2 separate regions of the Cricetulus griseus genome follow, and region 1 is linked to region 2. The links are chromatin contacts, called in public Hi-C maps. All regions are on one chromosome and are shown on one strand. The core of a region is the stretch at or near the end of the contact, and the rest is flanking DNA. Distances in the headings are between cores, read along the strand shown.

Region 1 (3,832 bases), core at 486-2,985, 110 kb before region 2:
CTTTTAAACAACTAAGTCCGAGATAGGAAAAGGGAACCTCGAAAGATACAACTGCTACTTTTCAGAGAATCTTAGCTCTTTATTCAAATAAATATTTACACAATTGAAGCCAACGGCACCAGGCATATTCTGTTAAAATAGTGGGCTACTCTCAAGGTTTATTTATCCCAAATCCAACTACTCTGTTGCTATCCTACCAGGAACAAAGAATTCAAGTGATCCAAGGGCAAAAGTTTAACCCTGTGGAACTGTGAACCATATTTGGAGGCTCCCAGCTAAATTCAAACGTTTGAAGCCCAAAGAAAAAAATCTCAAACGTCCAAATTAAGCCCACGTTGGGAGCCTAGTTACAAGCATCATAGTTGAAAATTTACATCTGTAACTTACACATTCATATTCTGGAAGGAAATGCGGCTGGCAGATATTTATACTAACGGACTCCACATTTTATGTCTCTTCTAGACCCCTCACAGCTGCGCCGGGCTGTGACTAGTTGTGCATCCCAAAGCTCGAGTTATTTCAGAACCACAAAAGGAAGACTTCCAGGGAAGAGGGCTGGGCCGAGCTAAAGGATTTCCAGCCCTAGCCGGTCCACATAAAAGGCTGCAGGAGTCTTCCCTCTTTTAAGTGAGAAAGGTAAAAGAGGAACCGCTGGAAGGAGGTTGGAATTGTAAAGCTTTTCCAAACAGGAAATCCCAATCCGGGAAGGGACAGCCCGTCAGCCTTTTAATTTCCTGGTGGTGGCGGGAGTTAGCCAGGTCCTTGGGGCTTCAAGTGCTGATAGCTGGGGCAAAGTTACTGAGCGCACCAAGAACAGTTCAACTGCTCCTCGCAGTGTAGGGAGCTTGTGAAACAGGGTCGAAAGGATCCCATGATTTGGAGCTGCCATCACTAAGGGCGAAGGGAACACTATACCATCTACGTTTAGGGAAACTATAGCTGAATCGCAATCAAGGACTCCTGGTGAGAATCTGGGTCCGGAGGCTCACCCTGCAGCCTCACTCTGGAAACAAAGTACATCTAGAAGCCTAATTCAAAAAGATCCTCTCGGAACCCCATATTCCTCAGGATCCAGCTGTGGACCTTCTCTTTTCCTGGGGTCTAGATCTCTGCTTAAGCAAGTTTCCGCGAAAGTTGCCTTAGAGACCCTTAATTAAATCCTGCCTTTTCGCCTCAACCACTCTAGAGGCGTCACCGTACTGAGCACCCCTTCCCCACGAGCCCTCTACCCGACATCGTCATGCATAAGGAGGGCAGAGTATCCTAGGGTGGTACGGTTCGGGCTCTCCAGACCCCTGCCCAGGCTTTTGTCCCTACAGCCTGCAAGGGACGCAAAGAAAACCTGCGCCCAAGGCGCCCACTCACCAGCTCATCTTTCTCTGTAGTCGCAGCTTTCTTCACAGGTCCCGCTGCCCTTGGGCCTGGCCCTCGCTCCCGCCCTCCTTCCCTGCGGTCCTAGTCCGGGTTCCCGCAGCCACCGCAGCCGCCGCAGCCGCCACAGCCTTGCAGCCAGCCAGTCCCTGAGGCCGCGCACCGCGCACTCTGGGCGCCCCTCCCGGTGGGGGCGGCCACCGCCTCCTCTCCGCCCCCGACCTCCCCAGCGCGACCGGCGGCTACCAACTCGAGTGCGGGGGACGCTGTGTCCCCAGGCAGCCGCCAGGGTTCGCAAAAGCAGCTCAGTCCGCTCCTCCAGGACCACGGTAGCCCTCTACTCACCTAGGGTGACGAGGCGGCTGGGTGCCCGTGGCCACCTAAGGCAGACACACCGCTTTGCTCCGTGCCACACTCAGCGGCGCCCCTCGGACCACGATGGTGGACTCCACCAAGCTCGGTCCCTGGTCCCGACCCCCTCCCGAATCACAGCAGCGGGTCCTTGGAGTTCCAGCTGTGAAGTCAGGGCGCCTTCCGGCTCCTAGGCAGCTAAGTTGCTCCTGCTTTTAGTGCTGCTGAAGTGCCTGGCTACTCATCACCCTGCCCCACCTTCTCAAAGCTGTGTTCGCAGCAATGTAGTAGAAACCTTTGTGACTGGATTTTTCTTTTCTTTTCTTTTTTTAAAAGAAGGTGGAAATGGGACAGGAGAACACACGTCCTCGGGTGGAGGTTTCTTCCCCATGATGAAGTTTCTGCTCTGGGAAACTCCAGGGGACCGCACCTCTGCCACACACTGTTCTCCCCGGGGCAGGTTTACCTGATGCGTCAGGAAAGCAGTTGTGCCAAACAGCAGGGCGACGCCTGGGGTAAGGGCAGGAATGAGAAGACTTTAAAACTCTGTGACACCGATTTCCTTGGAATGGTGTCTCATAAACGGTTCGATGTTTTCCATAAATTTAACATAACCAGTGAAAACTATACTAATGTGGACTTTTTTCACTATTGCTTCCTTGGGAGGCTAGGAAATGGACTGGGGAGGACGACCCACAGTCCATCTTGACACGCCCAGATGGGATTGCCTGCAAAGTTCTGGCCCAGTGGGGTTACAGTGATGAAAGACAACAACCCTGGAGGAACGCACAGCATAAGGAAAGCGCAAGGACCAGCAAGCTCTTTAATTAATAGCAACGTAGCCTGGGACAGTTGCTACCAGCAAGGATGTCTCTAAGGTTGGTACAACAGAGGTACCGGTGGTGCTGGTGCACAGCAAGGCAGCCTCTGCTTCATCTATGCAAAATGCCTGGAGCTGTGAGTAAACTCATGTAACAAAATGCTTATTTAAAATGTTGCATTTGTGTAAGTAAAAGTCTGACTTTTAAAATTAAATATATTTTACTATGTATATGTATGTGTGTTTTTGTGCCTGTATGTGCACGTGAATGGAGGGGGGCGGGGCAGAAACAACGTGGGTTTTCACAGCCAAACTTGATCCTCTACAAGAGTGGTACAGCTCTTAGCAGATTAACAACCTTGCCAGCCCCTAAAGTTTGACTTGTAATTTCTGCTGTAGCCATTCCTATAAAAAATGGTTTGCATTTTTGAGTGTTCTCCGCCCACTACCCCGGTAGGATTTGCACCACAATAATAAATTCACGAGTTACACACTGTCCTTCCCCTCATCTCCATCAACTTCAAATCCCTTACCAAATCTCAATAAAAATAAAGACATTCTTGATTCTGCTTACCTTCCAATTATATTACTGCTTAAGTATAACAAAACACCTTCAAGAAATGAGAAACGCTGTCTCCACTTTCTGCCTTATCACACTCCAGTCAGAAGTTGCCTTTATTGTGTCCCCTTGAGCTTGAACCACTCAAATGAAAGATTGCTCCTTCACAGGTATGGTGGAACATGACAATAATCCCAGCGCTTGAGAAGCTGATGCAAGAGGATCAAGAATTCCAGGCAAGCTTGGGCCTCATAACAAGTTGGGACCAGCCTGAGATACATAGTGAAGACCTGACTCAAAACACCAAAGGCTGACTATTGAAACCAAAATGGCAGTTCCTCAGAAAACTGTGAATCCATTTACCATAAAATCCAGCGATGCCACTCTTGGGCACATAACTAAAGGACACTCCATCCTACCACAGAGATACTTGCTCAGCTATGTTCATTGCAGCATTATTCATAATAGCCAGAAACTGGAAACAACCTAGATGTCCTCAACCAATGAATGAATAAAGAAAATGTGGTACATTTATACAATGCAGTATTACTCAGATGCTAAAACAAAACAAAACAAAAACATTTGCAGGCAAATGGATGGAACCAGAAAACAAAAATCACCCTGAGTGAGGTAACCCAGACCCAGAAAGACAAACATAGTATGTACTCACTCATAAGTGAATATTAGCTGTTAAAAATGATAATCAAACTATAGCCCACAGCTCCAGAGAG
Region 2 (4,088 bases), core at 1,278-3,777:
CACTGCTCCCATTTGTAGGCCTTAAGCATCTAGAAGAATCATTCTATAGTGTGTGAGCATGTGTGCACATGTACACACACACACACACACACACACACACACACACACACACACACACACACAGAATCAATAATTTGAGGTTCAAGCTCCATGGGGCTTGTTAACTGAGAGAGACAGAAAAGTTCTCGGTGGGATTGGAAGAATAGAACCTAAATACAGTGCTCATCTCAAATGGCTGTTATGACATTAAATAAAACAATTGACACACAGGAAAGAAAGTTTTGGAAAAGTGGAGCTTTCTTTAAGACCAAGGTGACCACAGAAATCAACTTGTAAAAAAATCTTGTAGAGGGCCAAGGATGGTCAGTCATTTCCCAGCATGTCAGAGCCATTATCACCACATTCACTAAGTGACAATAAACAAAACTTTTGTTTCCTCTATATTGCATTAAAATTAACCAAATAAGCAAACAGAGGAGTGTGACACAGGTCAGCATGAACTTCTGTCACAGTTTCTCAAAGGGATCACAATACAATCTGTGGGCATTGTTGCTTGTTTTATGGCATTTTCTTAGGAGGGAGGGCTCTTTACCTCTACATGGTCAAAAATATTTGATGGAGGATAGAGAAGGGGAACAAATATCATCTCTGAGGAGCCAAGTAAATGCTTTTGAAAAGGACTCTTCACCCCTTTATGCTGGCAATGGACAGAGCATAGCTCCTATTGTGTACATTTCTTTCCCAGAGCAGTAGTACAGAATATGGGCTTTCAGACCAGATACATCCTAACTCAAAGGACACCTCAAGTTCATGAATCTGTGACATGGGCAAGTCATACAGGTTGTTTTATTAGAGCTAATAAACAAGGTTAGTAAATGACATCTTATCATTTCTCCATCTACTGTTTAATAGGTGGACAAGTATTCTGAGACATTGTCCTCCTCCTTTGGCTTCCTCTGACTTTTCTGAGGTTTTAGGTAAGAATGACAGCACAGGAGTTAAGGTTCACATGGGGCCAACTGACTAAGGAGGTGGCCATGGTGATTCACAAACAAATGATTAGCTGTAAGGCCTTTGTTGTCATATTCTTGAGCTGTGCATGGACAGGCCAGCAAAAAGAAGAAACCCTTTGTTCAACAATGTTTACCTGACCACATTTCATGATGGCTTGTCTTTATATTAATCATGTAAATACTGGGAATTTTGGCTGCCTTGGAATTTGTGCCAGACAGTTAACTGAATTTTTAAGATAAATATGAGGTTAACAGAACCAGGGATTGGAGAGTAAAGGGAGGCTTGTTGCTGTAAACTACTCAATTCCTTCTTAACAACAATTGACTCAGACCCCAAGCCCACATGGGTCTGTGTAGTTGTAGATATTGGAGCTTTGATAGAACAGGTTGCTGATTGTTCCTGCCTAAAGCCTTGTTCTACTAAATCCCTTGGATTTAGGTGAGTGGACATTAGCTTGGATGCATAAGCTGGTAAACTCTTGAGTTCCCAGAGATGTGGTGACATCAATTCATCTTCTTGTTTTACATTTCCATTAGGGACCATGGGTTTGAAGGGCATGAAATGAAAGGGGCTGAGTCCTAACTTCAGGATGAACCGAGTTCACTAGGCCATACTTCCTTTTGCTCCCTGCATATTTCTTCCTTTACCTCCCATTAAAGAAGTGTGTAGTTCACTGCTTGGACCTTTTGGTTGTAGTGGCACCCAACTGATCTCAGGAAGTGTACAACCAGGGACCAGTGCATAGGCTGTGTCGGTGAGCATTGTTTACCATGCTGGCTTGACTCTCTAGATTATGCTACTCTGTGTGCTCAACTCTATGACTCACCAGAAAGATTGAGAACAAGGCAGAAGTGAATCCAATCCTGGCTCCACTTCTGACCACAGAATTACCATGGAAAAATCAATTAACTTCCATGGTTCTAACTTCCTAATGTGTGAAAAGAATGACAGTGCCTATCCTATTCACTCACTCTCAACAACAATCTCCCCCTTGCTAATATCCAACGTACAGAAAATCCAGATCTACCTCACTGACCTTCCAGTATGAGCTCAATGCTACACTGAAAGGTCACAGAAGTCCTGGAAGGCAGCCTACAGCACTGTGGGTAAATGTAGCCAGTATATTTGAATGCCCTGAAGCCTATGCCTTCTTCAAACCTGCCTCTGTCACTTGTGTTATTTATAGACACATTGGAGGTTGTCACTAGAGATGCATTTAACATTTTGCAGGGCATCATCATGGAATTCAGTTCATCATTATCCAAGATGTCCCTGGGAGGTAGCTCAGGCTTTCTCCAAATCCCAAGTTGGGTTTAATGTCTGCAATGGTCTCAATTCCTGCATCTAATTAACCATCAAGGCCACTAAAAATTCAAGTCACCAACTTCACCTGAGGGGATTCACATTGTAGCCGTAAATGATTGACCAAATGAGTATCACACATTACTTTGTTTAGTGCATGGCCCAATCTGTTCCCTAAATGGAGTTCAGAAGAATCAGGGCCCCCTACCTCTAACCACTTGACTAATAATTATCAGAGGTGGAAATCATTACAGGTCTGCCCAGCAGCAATATGCCACTTCTGCAACTAGTGGAGTTACAGTCAGACTAAAGAAGAGTGGGTTATATTTGTTAAAAATATTGTTTCTGGAATGCGTACAATTGAGGGAGTCTCTACCTCCTCCCCATTATTGCTATAAATATTGTTCTATTCCAAGAATCAGTTAATATCTTGTTGGATCATTAGACTATCTTTCCTGGGTAGTGACAGATGAGGCTCTTTACAAAGCCACAACCTCCTGTGCTTGAGGTGAAACTAGGCTTCAGGTCTGTGTGTGAGTCTTGATAGAGTTAATGAATCACTGAGCCGACAGGGGCCTTGGGGTGCTTACTGCTCTGGAAAGAATCATGTCTTTTAGGTGTTAAAAAGCCCTATGGGTTCTGGTGTCAGACCATACCTTCTATATAACAGTGCGTGTGTTCTATGGGTTGGGCACTCTGTTAGGCAAGGACTTTGGTGGTCTTGTTTAAAGGTAGGAGACAGCACTGAGTCAGTAAATGATTGACAGGCTGCCATGTGACAAGCTTAAGTAAACACACTTGATTCTGCTCCAGGAATTTGAGGACTTTTTAACCCCTTAGCATCCAAAGCAGGAAAACACATGTAATTTTTCTGAGAAATCCTGTCACTTGGAGATAACAGCCCTCTTAATGAACAGTATATCCCTCAGAATTACATGCACCATCCCTCTGGTATATCTGTAAGTAGAATGAAGCATGGAAGTAAAGTTCTGGAGCAGAGGGCTGTGCTGGTGGAACTACCATCAATGAGAACTTGTCAATGATCACAAATACCATATCCTATGATGAAAGATGAAAATACGTCTCAGCGAAACGTGAAACACGGAGCAATCAATGACTCACAGAGGAGAGAAGAGGGAAGGAAATACAGCAGGCTTTCCAGAATATGCTAAAGGACAAGTAACTGAATTATGCTGTCCCACACTGATATCTACACCTCTCCTTCAGGAGGCCATTGTCCAAGACATCCTAGTCACGAGGTGAGGCAAGGTGTTTGCTCTGTGATCTTGAGAGAAGGAGCAATGGCTGAGTAGGTTACCTACCTCCGCTGCTGCTGCTTTCTTGTCCAAAGTCTTTCCCAGCTTCTCTGCTCAGCTGGAGTCCAAGGCTGGGACAAGAAGCATCCACACAGGTTTCCACTCTTCCAGGCAAGAAAGCGATGTGCCCCTGTTGTCTTCCTTGCTGGTCACAGGTAGCAACTTGCTTTTGGTCAGGAGTGTGAACAGATGTGAAGGAAGGACTCTGTTGGTCTTGGCTGCAGACCTAACCAATCAATACACACCAGGCCTACTCAGATTCAACCAGTGAGCTGGGTGACATAACCAGAGAGCAGGACTGGGAAGTGGTGACAGAAAGCAGATCCTAATAGCCGTTGACTATTCATGAAGTGATTACCTTGTCACTTCATGGTAAGAGGCCTCAAGAAAAATCTACCTGAGAAAGGAAAGCTTCAGGAAGGAATCTGGAGGATCTTTTATTAAACCTCTAATTTA

What was found. Hi-C and Micro-C count contacts between places; a contact is called where the count stands out from the background.
Region 1: a contact with region 2 is called in a Hi-C map of the CHO-K1 cell line, with 4 times the contacts expected there. The contact joins the promoter of Phldb2 here to the enhancer-like site in region 2. A contact is called at or near these places in 4 of 8 Hi-C or Micro-C datasets (the CHK-Q cell line, the CHO-K1 cell line and fibroblasts).

What each region holds. Positions count from the first base shown.
Region 1 is chr4:44,756,621-44,760,452 of CriGri-PICRH-1.0, reverse strand. Phldb2 (pleckstrin homology-like domain family B member 2) reads right to left here and starts at 1,735. Exons shown (of 20, transcript XM_035444527.1): 1 at 1,717-1,735. It overlaps LOC103160595 (a long non-coding RNA gene), which reads left to right and starts at 1,681. Exons shown (of 3, transcript XR_003484828.2): 1 at 1,681-2,237; 2 at 2,394-2,600; 3 at 3,272-3,602.
Region 2 is chr4:44,642,465-44,646,552 of CriGri-PICRH-1.0, reverse strand. No RefSeq gene overlaps it. Among named protein-coding and RNA genes, the nearest start is that of Plcxd2, 62 kb to the right of the region's middle. Within about 2 kb of position 2,527, at least 1 of the 6 cell types and tissues checked has open chromatin away from gene starts, as enhancers often do.